2 separate regions of the Rattus norvegicus genome follow, and region 1 is linked to region 2. Evidence: chromatin contacts called from public Hi-C data. All regions are on one chromosome and are shown on one strand. The core of a region is the stretch at or near the end of the contact, and the rest is flanking DNA. Distances in the headings are between cores, read along the strand shown. Region 1 holds the start of Enox2 (ecto-NOX disulfide-thiol exchanger 2). Region 2 holds the start of Rbmx2 (RNA binding motif protein, X-linked 2).

Region 1 (5,787 bases), core at 1,552-4,051, 700 kb before region 2:
TTGTTCCTTTATAAAACCCTAATTAATATATTGTCTTGTTTGTATCCCTTTTATACCCCTCTTTTGTCTTACTGCTTTATCTAAGACTTCAAGCACTATATGAATGGAGAGGAGAAAAGTTGACATCCTTGTCTGTTACATAATTTTTGTGGAAATAATTTGAGCTTTTTCTCTGTTTAGCGTAGTGTTGACTGTGGTTGGTACACCAAGAATTTTATCATGAAGGGATGTTGGATTTTATCAGAAGCCTTTTCTGTATCTAATCAGAAAATTATGTGGTTACTACCTATGAGTCTACTTAGGTCATGGGTTACATTTACTGATTCACATATGTTAAAACATCTCTGTATCACTGGGATGAGGCCAGCTGGGTGGTAGAGGATGAACCTTTTGATGTGTTCTTGAATTTTATAAATTCATATTCCCCTAAAAAGAAAAATCTAAAATAATGAATAAACTTCTAGATTCATATGACTTACCAAACTTGAGCTAAGACGATGTAAGCAATATAAAGATACAAATGAGATATAAACAATGGATCACTGAGCACATACCTGATTGTACTCCTGTACAATATTTTGCTGGGCAGCTATCTAAGTATTTTACTGAGTATTTTCAACTATGTTCAACAGGGATATTGGTCTGGGTTTATTTATCCATTTTTAGTATAAGGGTAATACTGATTTTATAAAAAAAATTGAAAACATTCTTTCTTTCCTATTTTATGGAATGATGGTAGGAGTATGGATATTAGTTCTTCTTCAATGGACAGGAGTATTATATGCTGGGTCCATCTGGTCTTAGGAATTTTTTAGCTGGGAGAGTTATTACTCCTGCTTATATCTCATTGGTTGCTGTGTGTCTTTTTATATTACTTCATCTTAGCTCAAGTTTGGTAAGTCATGGGTATCTAGAAGTTTATCCACTTCTTTTAGATTTTTACTTTTAGTGTAATATGAACTTGTAATGATTCTCTGAATTTCTTCACTGTCTGCTGTAATGTCTTCCCTTTCATCTCTAATTTTGTTAATTTGGATCGTCTTTCTTCTCTCTTTTGATTAATTTACAATCCATCAAGTTTTGTTTGTTTGTTTTGAAACATGGTCTCACTATGTATCCTTGGCTGGCTTAGAACTCATTATGTAAACCGGTCAAACCTTGAATTCATAGAGCCTTGCCTGCCTCAACATCCTTAGCACCAGGAAAGATGGGCACCACCACACCTAGCTCTCAGTTTTCTCTTGCTTTGAATGTAGGCATTTAGTGCTATAACCCTTCCCCTTAGCCCAGGCTTCATTGTGTGCTATTTATTTTGATGTGCTGTGTTTTCATTTTCTATCAATTCTAAGAATTTTCTTCTTGAGCTTTTTGACCCAATTATCATCCACCAATGTGTTTTGTTTCTTTGTGTTTGTGTATTTCCTATAGTTTTTTTATTGCTGTTGATATCCAGCTTTATTCCACTGTGGTTCAAGAAAATCATTCTTTTCTTTGTTTTTTTTTTTCAGCCTTGATTTGTGTTCTAATAGGCTAATTTTGGAGAAATTTCCATGGACCGATGAGAAGAATATGCACTCTTTAGTGTCTGAATGTAATTTTCTGTAGATGTCTGTTTAGACTATTTGATTTTTGATGTTGTGTAAGCTCCAGAATGTCTCTGTTTAATTTTCATCCAGATGACCTGCCTACTGGTTGGAGTGGGGTATTGAAGTCACTCACTTTAGATGTGTTGGTATTAGTATGTGCTTTTAGATCTAATGTGTCTTTTATGAAGTTAGGTTTATCAGTGTTTATCCGTCCATTTATTTACTGGTCTCTTTTCACATAGTTTTACTTAAAAGTTGTTTTCTTAAAGATATATAAAGTTACTTTCTATTGCAGTTGCATTGTTTGTCTGTTATGAGCTATATCATTATACCAGAATATGGCACAGCCCCATTGATCTTCATTGCAAGAATACAGCTTCACTGCCTATTTATTTAATAGATAGGTTTCTTTTGGGATCTCCTACATCACATTTCTACATTTAAGTATGACAAGTTCTAAGGAAAAATCTGATTCCTAATTAGAAGTATCTAGTTTTCTAATGACTCTTATAAAGGGCAAAGGTACGTTTTTAATTAAAATTTTAATCTTAACAGAACAGAAATTGTGTGTGTGTGTGTGTGTGTGTGTGTGTGTGTGTGTGTGTGTGTGTGTGTGTTGATAGCACATGTGTTTAATTATGTATCTTAAGAGATTTAGGCAGTAGGATTCTTAACTTAATGGCAGTTCTGCGCTAGATAGCAACATTCTGCCTAGAAAAAAAAAATTAACCGTACTCAGACTTCAAGTGAAAATGTCAAATTATGTCAGTGTAAACGTGCTTTCTCAAAACATAAATATTTTTATAGTATTCAAGAGTCTAGAACATTAATCTGCCTCTGCAAGCTCTTTATCCTAAACTTGTTTGAGGAGCCTTGCACACTAAACTACAATACCCATAATACTCTCCGGTTTTTGAACTCGGGGAATTTTTCGGAAGCTTGGTGTGAGAGGAATTGTGGGTATCTAGAAGAAAGTATTCTGACTTCATCTCCCAGAATCCTCTAGCGTCCCTTGAGTAACTCAACCAGAGCAAATATTGGATAGTTCGGAGGAAGAAAAGTCTCCAGTGACTTCAAACTACATTTCCCATGAGGACACACTCTTAGGCCTCCGCATTTTCCTAACGCTGTAGCCAATGGGCGAGGCCTCAATAGTCACCCTGTAGATTAGAGTCCAGCTATTGGGCCCCATTGCCTGGCCTAGGCCATCTAATAGAATGTGCACAGTTGGGAAGACAGTTGTGGGGCACGCAGCACTCTGAGGGCACTCCGGGTCCAGGAACTTCCGAGCCGGCCCGATTTTCCGCGGCTGTTTAAGGAGTAGCGCTTCGGTAGCCGGGGAGCTGGAGGTCAGCGAGGCAGAAAGCCCGAGTGGCAGTGGCTGGGGACTGTGGGACCGAGAGGGTCTAGGGAGGAGGGTGCTTCCGGGGCCACCGTCTTTGGCGCCTAACTCCGCCCAGCCCTCTTCTTCAGGGGTGGGGGTGTTGTGACTGGGAGTTAGGGAGTGGGCACCAGTTGCCTGAGCATCCAGAGCACAAGCACGCCACCCTCCCAACTCTTTTGTTTTATTTCCGATCACCACTCGTCCCCCCACCCGACACCCCCCCCCCCAGCATGTGCTCCTTCACAGAATGAGAGAATCTCCAGTAAGTGGCATCTGGATTCTCTTTCATTCAGGAGTTGGGTGCTCTGTTTTTTCCTCTCTCTCTCTCTCTCCTCAATTTGTTGTTCAGGTCTGAGCACCTACCACTGCAAGTACACATACATAGAAACACACCCCAGCCCACCCCACCCTGCACCCCTGTTCCCTCTGGGTGAGTGGAAATTCCTTGCTGTACCTAGGGCTTGATTTTCTGTCACTTTCCATTTCTGCTTCCTGATAATGAAGTTCCTTTCCTTCCTTCCTTCCTCCCTCCCTCTCTCCTTTCTTTCCTTCTTTCTATTTTCTTTCTTTTAAATCGACTCATTTCTCTTTACTGTCCTTTTTCAACTAGTCATTGGAGTGGAAAAGGTGTTCTTCAATTTCCAGAAGGGATAGGAAACAGAAAAAAGGAATCTTACTTTTGAGAAATACATAAGTAAGGTTCAGGACAGTGTTCTGGTGGGAATAGAAGGCAAATTGGACCATTTAAACACCTGAAACATTTTAAGAGCTTCCAGCAAAGTCCAACACCAATATTGATAGACACGCAGTGGGCACACCATCTAAGAAACACAGTATAGAGTGGGAAACACAATGCATTAATTATTGTGTATTACAAATGTGTGCTGAAACTTCCTCTTCCCTTAGAACAAGAGTTCAGAAAAGTAGTCTGGTGTGCTTTGTTGATACCTTTAATTTGGGCTTCAGTTGAATAAAGGAGATTCAAAAGGAGCAACAGAGGAAGAAAATGCTTCCTGATGATGCAGGACTTGGAGATTAAGAAGTAGTGGGTAGAAAAGGGAGGAGTGTATGACAGAGGTGCCTGTGGTTATATAAGGGAGGACTATATTGGGAGATAATACTAGGATAATATTGGGAGATCATAGTAACATGACAGGTTGAAGAAGATACAAAGTTTGGATTTTATTCTGTATTGAATAAAATTAAAGACAAAAAAATTAAGACTGGGTGATTTTCCTTTTCATCCTAGGGGAACCTGATTTGAGATCAATTCTTGGAGAACACAAAGAAGTGTGGTGGTGTGTTCCAGGTGTGAGTTTAATTTAAATATAAGGAGAAACTTTTGTCTTGTAGATGTTTTGTTTGTGGCTAATCTTTGCCACAACGTGTATTCTTCAATTAGAAGGCAAAATCGCCACAAACATATTTTCTTGAGAAATGAGTTTGCTGTCCTCCTGTAGCAGATACCTGAATTGTAATCATCTGATTAGATGACAATAATGACTCCTACTTATTGAGCCCACATAATGTCCCAAGTATCATAAACACTTTGCTACATTGTCTGAGAGTCTCCTATGTACTATCATTTCCATTATTTCTCTAGAAGAAGAAACTAAAATGGATATTTTAAGCAAATATTTGAGGACAAATAGATTGGAGGTCATCGAGGTGGAGTTTTAGTGTACAGACTTCTGACTTGAAAACCCATGCTCTTTCCCGCATGGTTTCCTAGTTCTGATGTACATTTTTGTTCTTGATTTTCCAACTGTGGCAAGGAAAGGATTGCTTTAAGGTACAATTGTTTATCCTGGAAGAAACCCAAATGAGTCCTTTGGATTTTTGTATCAGAGTGTGTCTGCTATAAAGTAGTTGCCAATACCAAATTAGCTTAACTATTATAGCCATAGTTGATTATGTCTGCCAAAATTATATCCAATGTATCTTTTTCTTAATTAGATGATTCCATACAGAAACTATGTCCTACCTTTGAACCATTTGGATCTAGACATTTCTTTGGAATTTATTTCATTTCTGTTCTTTGAAAGGGACCCAGCTTACTAGATACCCTCTGGGACCTGAGCACACACAAAATGTAAGAAGATGCAATCAAATACACGACCTGAACGGTCACTGGGTTTAGGAGAGCTAGGTGATCCATACAGTGGAAAATTGTAGGATAACAGAAACAGGTACAAAGCTTTGTGTCATGGTAGAGGAAAGAGTGGCTAATCAGAGGAGAGGGTTTTGGAGATGTCTTTGGTAAGGAGGTGACATGACATCGAGGCCTTGAAAGGTAAAGAGTTTGCCAGGCAAAGAAGGGTAGACGGCAGTCCTTGGGAGATAAGGGAATCACTGTGTGAAAGACATGTGTCTATATAAGAGTAGAATAAGTTTTTTTCAATATGATCAGTTTGTCACAGCTTGGTACAGATGGTCTAGGATAAGGAAGGTTCAACCAAAGTATGCTACAGCACTTTGAGGGTGATTTTTTGAAGAATCAGCTGTAATGCTATGAAATATGAATGTGTTCCCCCAGGCCCATTGGCTCTCAAAATGGGGGGCATGGACCAGTGGTAGTCATTTTGTGCTTCCGCACACACTTCCAAGTTTCATTCGTTGCATATTTGAATGTTTCTGATAAAAAAAATCTGGATTAGTTCATCAAACCTAAGGTAACATAGGACTTGATTTAATAAAGTAGAAACTATATTAGTCTTGAGTTGATCTAAGGACAAATAGTAAGTAAGTAAGAGTATGAATATATTCTATATCACCAAGTTATAACCTCATATAATTAGATGTAAGAAATCTAGTAGG
Region 2 (5,551 bases), core at 997-3,496:
CTCAAATATATCAGTCTAATCCAATGATAGAATGAGTGGGTATAGTGACAGTAGTCCGGAAGGAAAGTAATTAACTCTCAGATCTCTGTGAGTTCCAGGCAAGCCTGGTCTACACAGTGGTTTCATAGTAAAACTCTGCCTCAAAGAAAGAGAGAAAGAAAGGAAGAAAGAGGGAGAGGGAGGTACAGAGGGAGGGAGGGGGGAAGAGAGAGAGAGAGAAAAGGAGGGAAGGAGGGAAGGAGGGAGGGAAGAAGGAAGGGAGGGAGAGAGAGAAAAAAAGGAGAAAAGGAAGGGAAAGGAGGGAAAGAAAAGAAGAGAAGAGAAAGAGAAAAAAATAGTAACTCTGAGTGGAAAGGCTGGGGTCATCACTCACCAAATTAATTTTATCTTTGAATCCTCACATCCAAAAATCCTATAAAGCAGGTGATTTCCTGCACAAGACTCAATCTCATAAACAGCAAGTTTAAGTATACTATTATTACCCTCACTTATGTGCAAGCTAAGATTTATAAGGGATAATATTAAGCATTTCATAGGAAACAATTTCCCCTCCCTCCATGTTTTCCCTCAAGTGTAAAAATGGGATGGTATCATATTTGCCTCACAGGAGTGTTAGAGAAATAAAGTAAAATGAGGAATATAAAGTGCTTAACACAATACCTATTACAACAGCCTCTTTCCAAAGGTAAACTGCAGGATTTTGGTTGGGACATAAAGTGAATACAGGATAATAATATTGTCACCAGAGAGTTAAGAGTTCCCCTTTTACAAAGGCTAGTAATGTCTTATCTTGATAATATAATTCTAAAGCAGACTAAGGAGGAAGCTTGAGGTCCATTTTATTAGCATTTGAGAGAGAGCTGATAGGGAAGCAAGTTGTAAGCTTCAGCAGCTACTGGGATGAAGGAGCTGCAGAAGAAGCAGCCATGCCTTCTGAATTAGCGGTCAAGCAAGCAGCAATGCACAGAGATGGAGGTAGAGGAGTGGTTCAAGGGGATAGGAGAGCCTTTAGATTTGGAATGAGACAGTCCAAAGTGTTCCGGGCAAGCATGTTCAGGATTCCAGCCAGCATCCAGAGAATGGACAGAAAGGGAGGGCAGGGGATAAGTGAGAACTCAGAATAACAGGTAGACTTAACACAGAGACCAGTAACAACTGCACTGGGGATCATTTCCCTCCCATGTCCTTAGCGTGTCTTTAGATGACTGAGCTTTCCTGACAGGTGACTCCTGGCCAGAAAATTTAAAGCCTGTTGGATTGTCTTAAGGAAGGGGAACACAAGCATGTAACATTTAGGATTCCTGAAAATGTCCCGGTATCTACCCAGGGCCAGGGGTGTAATCCAGACTGTATTCTTTTCATCAGTAGTTTTCCCTTAATGAACAACAAAGCTCACATCCCTCCACATTTTCAGATAGCCTTTCAAATGTTAAGCAGGAGAAACCCTCAATGTCGTCCAAGCCAGTTAATGTCTGTTCTGGTACCTAACAATACAACAAAGAACTGGGAGAAGCAGCCACTTACAAGAGGAAAATAATTCTGAGAAACGGCAGATAATAGACATGCAATAAGGACTAAGAACACAGCCCTATAGTTTTGAGTGATGCAGCACCTTAAGCAAGCCCAGTAACCCCTGTGCGCCTCAGTTTCCTTGACATCACTATGGGTTGCCTGGGGAGTTAACTGTCTCTAAGCAACCAAGTGGCAAGATTTTTCATATAATGAATGGCAAATACCAATTTCTAAGCAGTATCATAGGGGCCAAGTGAAAAAGGAACCTGTGAGCAGACTAGCTGCAAGAGTGTGAGGTGACGAGCAGCGTGTTCAGAGGTGACGACCAGGGGCGCTAAACAACCAGGAGGAAGGGGGAGGAGGGGAGGGGAGGTACAGACTCTGAAAGGCACTGCTAGAGAAAAATGTAGACCTCACCAAGAAAGATCCAGGCGCTGTCTTTGTATTCCGAGTGCCAAGACACCTTTTCTGCCACCCCAAGTTGAACCTCTCGCTCATTCAGTTCGTTGATCAGCTTCACCTTAGTTAAAGGGCTGTGCGGGAGAAGGGAAAGACGTTTAAGTACATTTCCTCACAGCCCGCCTTCTACGTACCGGTCGTCTCCCGCCCCGAGGCCCTGAAGGCGAGGACCTGTCCCCGCCCTTATGGGCGGCCCTCCTCAATCCATTCTCCCTTCCTCAGAGAAACTCCCTCCCCTGTCCTCAGAGAAACTAAATCCTTACTTCATATTCGCATCTTCGCGCTCCGCTCTTAAGACATCAGCTTCCGGGTGAGGCTCCGAAGCGCGCGCGCAACCCGAACACTCAGCTCAGATTGGAGCCAACGGAAATGGAGGCGGGACTTCCGGCGCGCTAAGCCTCGGCACATGCGCAGTAACGCAAACGCGCTTTCTCACGCTTTTGCTCCAGGGGCGAAATAGTTCCCTAGTTATTCCCTGCTTCCCTTTTTGGTGTAGCTCGAAGGTGGGAACCTGGGCGTTACAGTGGATCCGTGTGCTTCTGCAGTCTGAATTAAATGCCCACAGATTTAAATAACGGATGTGGCCTTTTTCCAGAGGCAGGCAAAAATTAGCATTGTCAAATTAGTACCTAACAATTGAAGAGTTAGAGAATGTAAAGGTTCCAAATGATAGAAAATTTATGCATGTTGTCTCTGTTAGGTCTCAAACCCAGGCTAAGTCTCACACCAGTGGCTGCCCCTACCCTAAACCTCTGCCTCCAAGGGGCTCAGTTTCTGCCATTTTCATTTTTCATTCAATCTCTGTTTCTTTACATACAGGGTTTCTTTGTGTAGCCCTAGCTGTCTTGGACATCGCTCTGTAGACCAAGCTGGCCTCCCAACAACCCCATGAAATACAGTTACCACCCCTACTTTACAGAGGAAAAAAAAACTGAGCTTCAACAAATTAGCTTGAATGTCTAGGGAGGTGGTTCAGTGGTTAAGACCATTTGGTGATTTTTCCAGAGAACCTGTATTCAGATCCCAGCACCCAAAACAAGTGGCTCACAACTCCAACTTCAGAAGATCCATCCTCCTCCTCTGGTTTCTGTGGGCATTTGCACTCCCATGGCATGCACAGATATACATACACATGAGTAAAACTAATAAATCTTTTAAAATTTGCTTAACTTGAAATGTCTTGAGCTTGTACCAATCAGGTCAGGCTAATTTAATCATCCCTTATTGAGCATCTAAATTTGTTCTGTACAGTTGGTCTATAGAAGGAATCTGGAGGACTGGTTTTCTGCATGCATAGAACTAATGGTATAAGGGGAAATCTATATGTACTTGAATACTTCATATCATAATTATCATATAATTAATAATTATTCATATCACAATTATCCAGAAATCAGTATGTAAACAGAAAATAGGAGTTCCTTTTTGTGAGTGTTAGGGTCCAAGAGTAGCAGAAGAATGATACCCCCCAGACTCAAATAGTATACAAAAGCAAAGAGTGTTTATTCAGCAGAATTTCCTGCATGCAAGAGTCTCCCCATTTGGAAATGAAAGCCTAGGTGTGTGCTCTGTAGGGTCAATTTAAAGTCTGTCAGGGTAGGGTGGGTGACATTTACTTTTCTTTCCCTTGATTGGTTGGCTGGTGTGGGTGCTTTTGTGATTGGTTAGGGCTCTGTGGACTTTCCAGGGTGGCAAGGCATCATCTGATTGACTGCCTGCTGCTGTGGCTGGCTGAACACGGGTTCCTAGATCCAGGTTCTCATTTCTGAAAAACAGAAACTTGGGCCTAGTCGCCCAAACTGTCAGGTTGCAGCCTGACATAGAGTTAGCCTGGCTCTGGCTAACTCAGTGCTCTCAGAGAGCTCTTAGTTTCGTTAATTTTTAAATGGACTCAGAAAGAAGCTTAAAGACCATTTTGTAAAGTTTGAATGACTACAGAGCAAAGAAGCTACAAATCTTCCTGCCAACTGGTGGAAAGAAAGGGACTGGAAGCAATAAAGCTATGCCTTTTAATTTAGAGTCTACGGGACCACTTTCCAGAGGAGTTATTTCCTAAAAGGGCGATCAACAGGCCCTACTGAATTAGTGAACCTTTTTTATTTTAAAATTTATTATTTTAAAAAAGGTTACAAGTTTAACACTGAAGTTAATAAGACTAAAAGACTATACAACTCAATGAACTATTATACAGTTAGAGTTCATAGCAGAAGCTATGGAACTTCACATTGGATTTTATACTTTCATTATCAAATATATTTCCACTCATGTATCCATCATCAAAACCACAATAAAACAGGGACACCATTGGAACTAGAATTAGATTTATATCCTCTTTCACTCATGTCCATTACTAGCACTCAGTCCATCCTCATCACATAACATTTAGCATTCTTGTTCTCTTTTCTACATGTTATACACATACATTTGTTTGCAAATGTATGGTCAGGTTTTGTGTCAATTTGACCCAAGCTAGAGTCATCAGAGAGGGAGGAACCTCCGTTAAAGAAATATCTTCATGAGATCCAGCTGTAAGGGCATTTTCTTAATTAGTAACTTATGTGGGAGGGCTCAGCCCACTGTGGGTGGAGCCACCCCTGGGCTGGTAATACCTGGGTTCTATAAGAAAGTGGGCTGAGTAAGTCATGGGGAGTAAGCCAGTAAGCAGCTCCTTCCATGGCTTCTGCCCCAGCTCCTGCCTAAAGGTTCCTGCCCTGTTTGTGTTCCTGTCCTAACTTCCTTTCAATGATGGACTACAGTGTGAAAGAGGAAGTATAACTTTAATTTTTTTCAAACCTTATTTTTAAAGATGGTTATTAAATGCTTTAACCTCCCTTTTAGCCCACCACCCACCAGAGGTAGTAGGAAAGAAAGGATATGTGGGAAGTGGACCTGTTTGGAAATGGTTTCGTTAAAATATCCAATTAAAAAAAAGAAAGAAATGGGGTTGGGGATTTAGCTCAGTGGTAGAGCGCTTGCCTAGGAAGCGCAAGACCCTGGGTTCGGTCCCCAGCTCTGGAAAAAAAAGAACCAAAAAAAGAAAAAGAAAGAAATGGTTTTGTTTTATTTTGTCTTGTAGCAAGTACTCTCTGTGTTGCCTAGAAATCAGCAGTTCAGTTCACAGGTTAGCAGTGGCAGCTCGATCCACTCACAAACACTTTATGGATGCACCAGCAGCCTAGTTTGGTAGATTTGGTTAGCAACAACAGTGACATACCCTAGTAGAGACAGCCAGGCCTCAGCCTCAGTTCAAGTCAGCAGGAGGGACCAGGAGGAAAAGCCAGGAGAATTTCTCTGCTGTGCCTCTCTCAGGGAAGCAAAGATCAGCAAAGACTCGAGACCAACAAGCTTTGCACGCTAGCTCTACTAGCAAGCTAAGCTCAGCCTCCATCACTGTCAGTTGAGTCCTTTTTATACTCCAACCATCACATATCCTCCATGGGTCTTGCCTCAGCACATGTCTGTCTCAACTGACATCACTCAGCCAATCAGCCCAAGTCTGCACAAGCAGCAAGAAACTGCAGCACACCACCAGAAGATTTTTGGTGCGTTTCTCTCTATGGAGTCCAGACAAATGCAGCTC

The links. Hi-C and Micro-C count contacts between places; a contact is called where the count stands out from the background.
Region 1: a contact with region 2 is called in a Hi-C map of mammary epithelial cells, with 4 times the contacts expected there. The contact joins the promoter of Enox2 here to the promoter of Rbmx2 in region 2. A contact is called at or near these places in 4 of 12 Hi-C or Micro-C datasets (frontal cortex, kidney, mammary epithelial cells and 1 more).

Annotation. Positions count from the first base shown.
Region 1 is chrX:133,467,905-133,473,691 of GRCr8, reverse strand. Enox2 (ecto-NOX disulfide-thiol exchanger 2) reads left to right here and starts at 2,801. Exons shown (of 15, transcript NM_001427048.1): 1 at 2,801-2,935; 2 at 4,220-4,279.
Region 2 is chrX:132,763,090-132,768,640 of GRCr8, reverse strand. It overlaps Rbmx2 (RNA binding motif protein, X-linked 2), which reads right to left and starts at 2,246. Exons shown (of 6, transcript NM_001113786.2): 1 at 2,235-2,246; 2 at 1,930-2,045. The coding sequence starts at 2,239.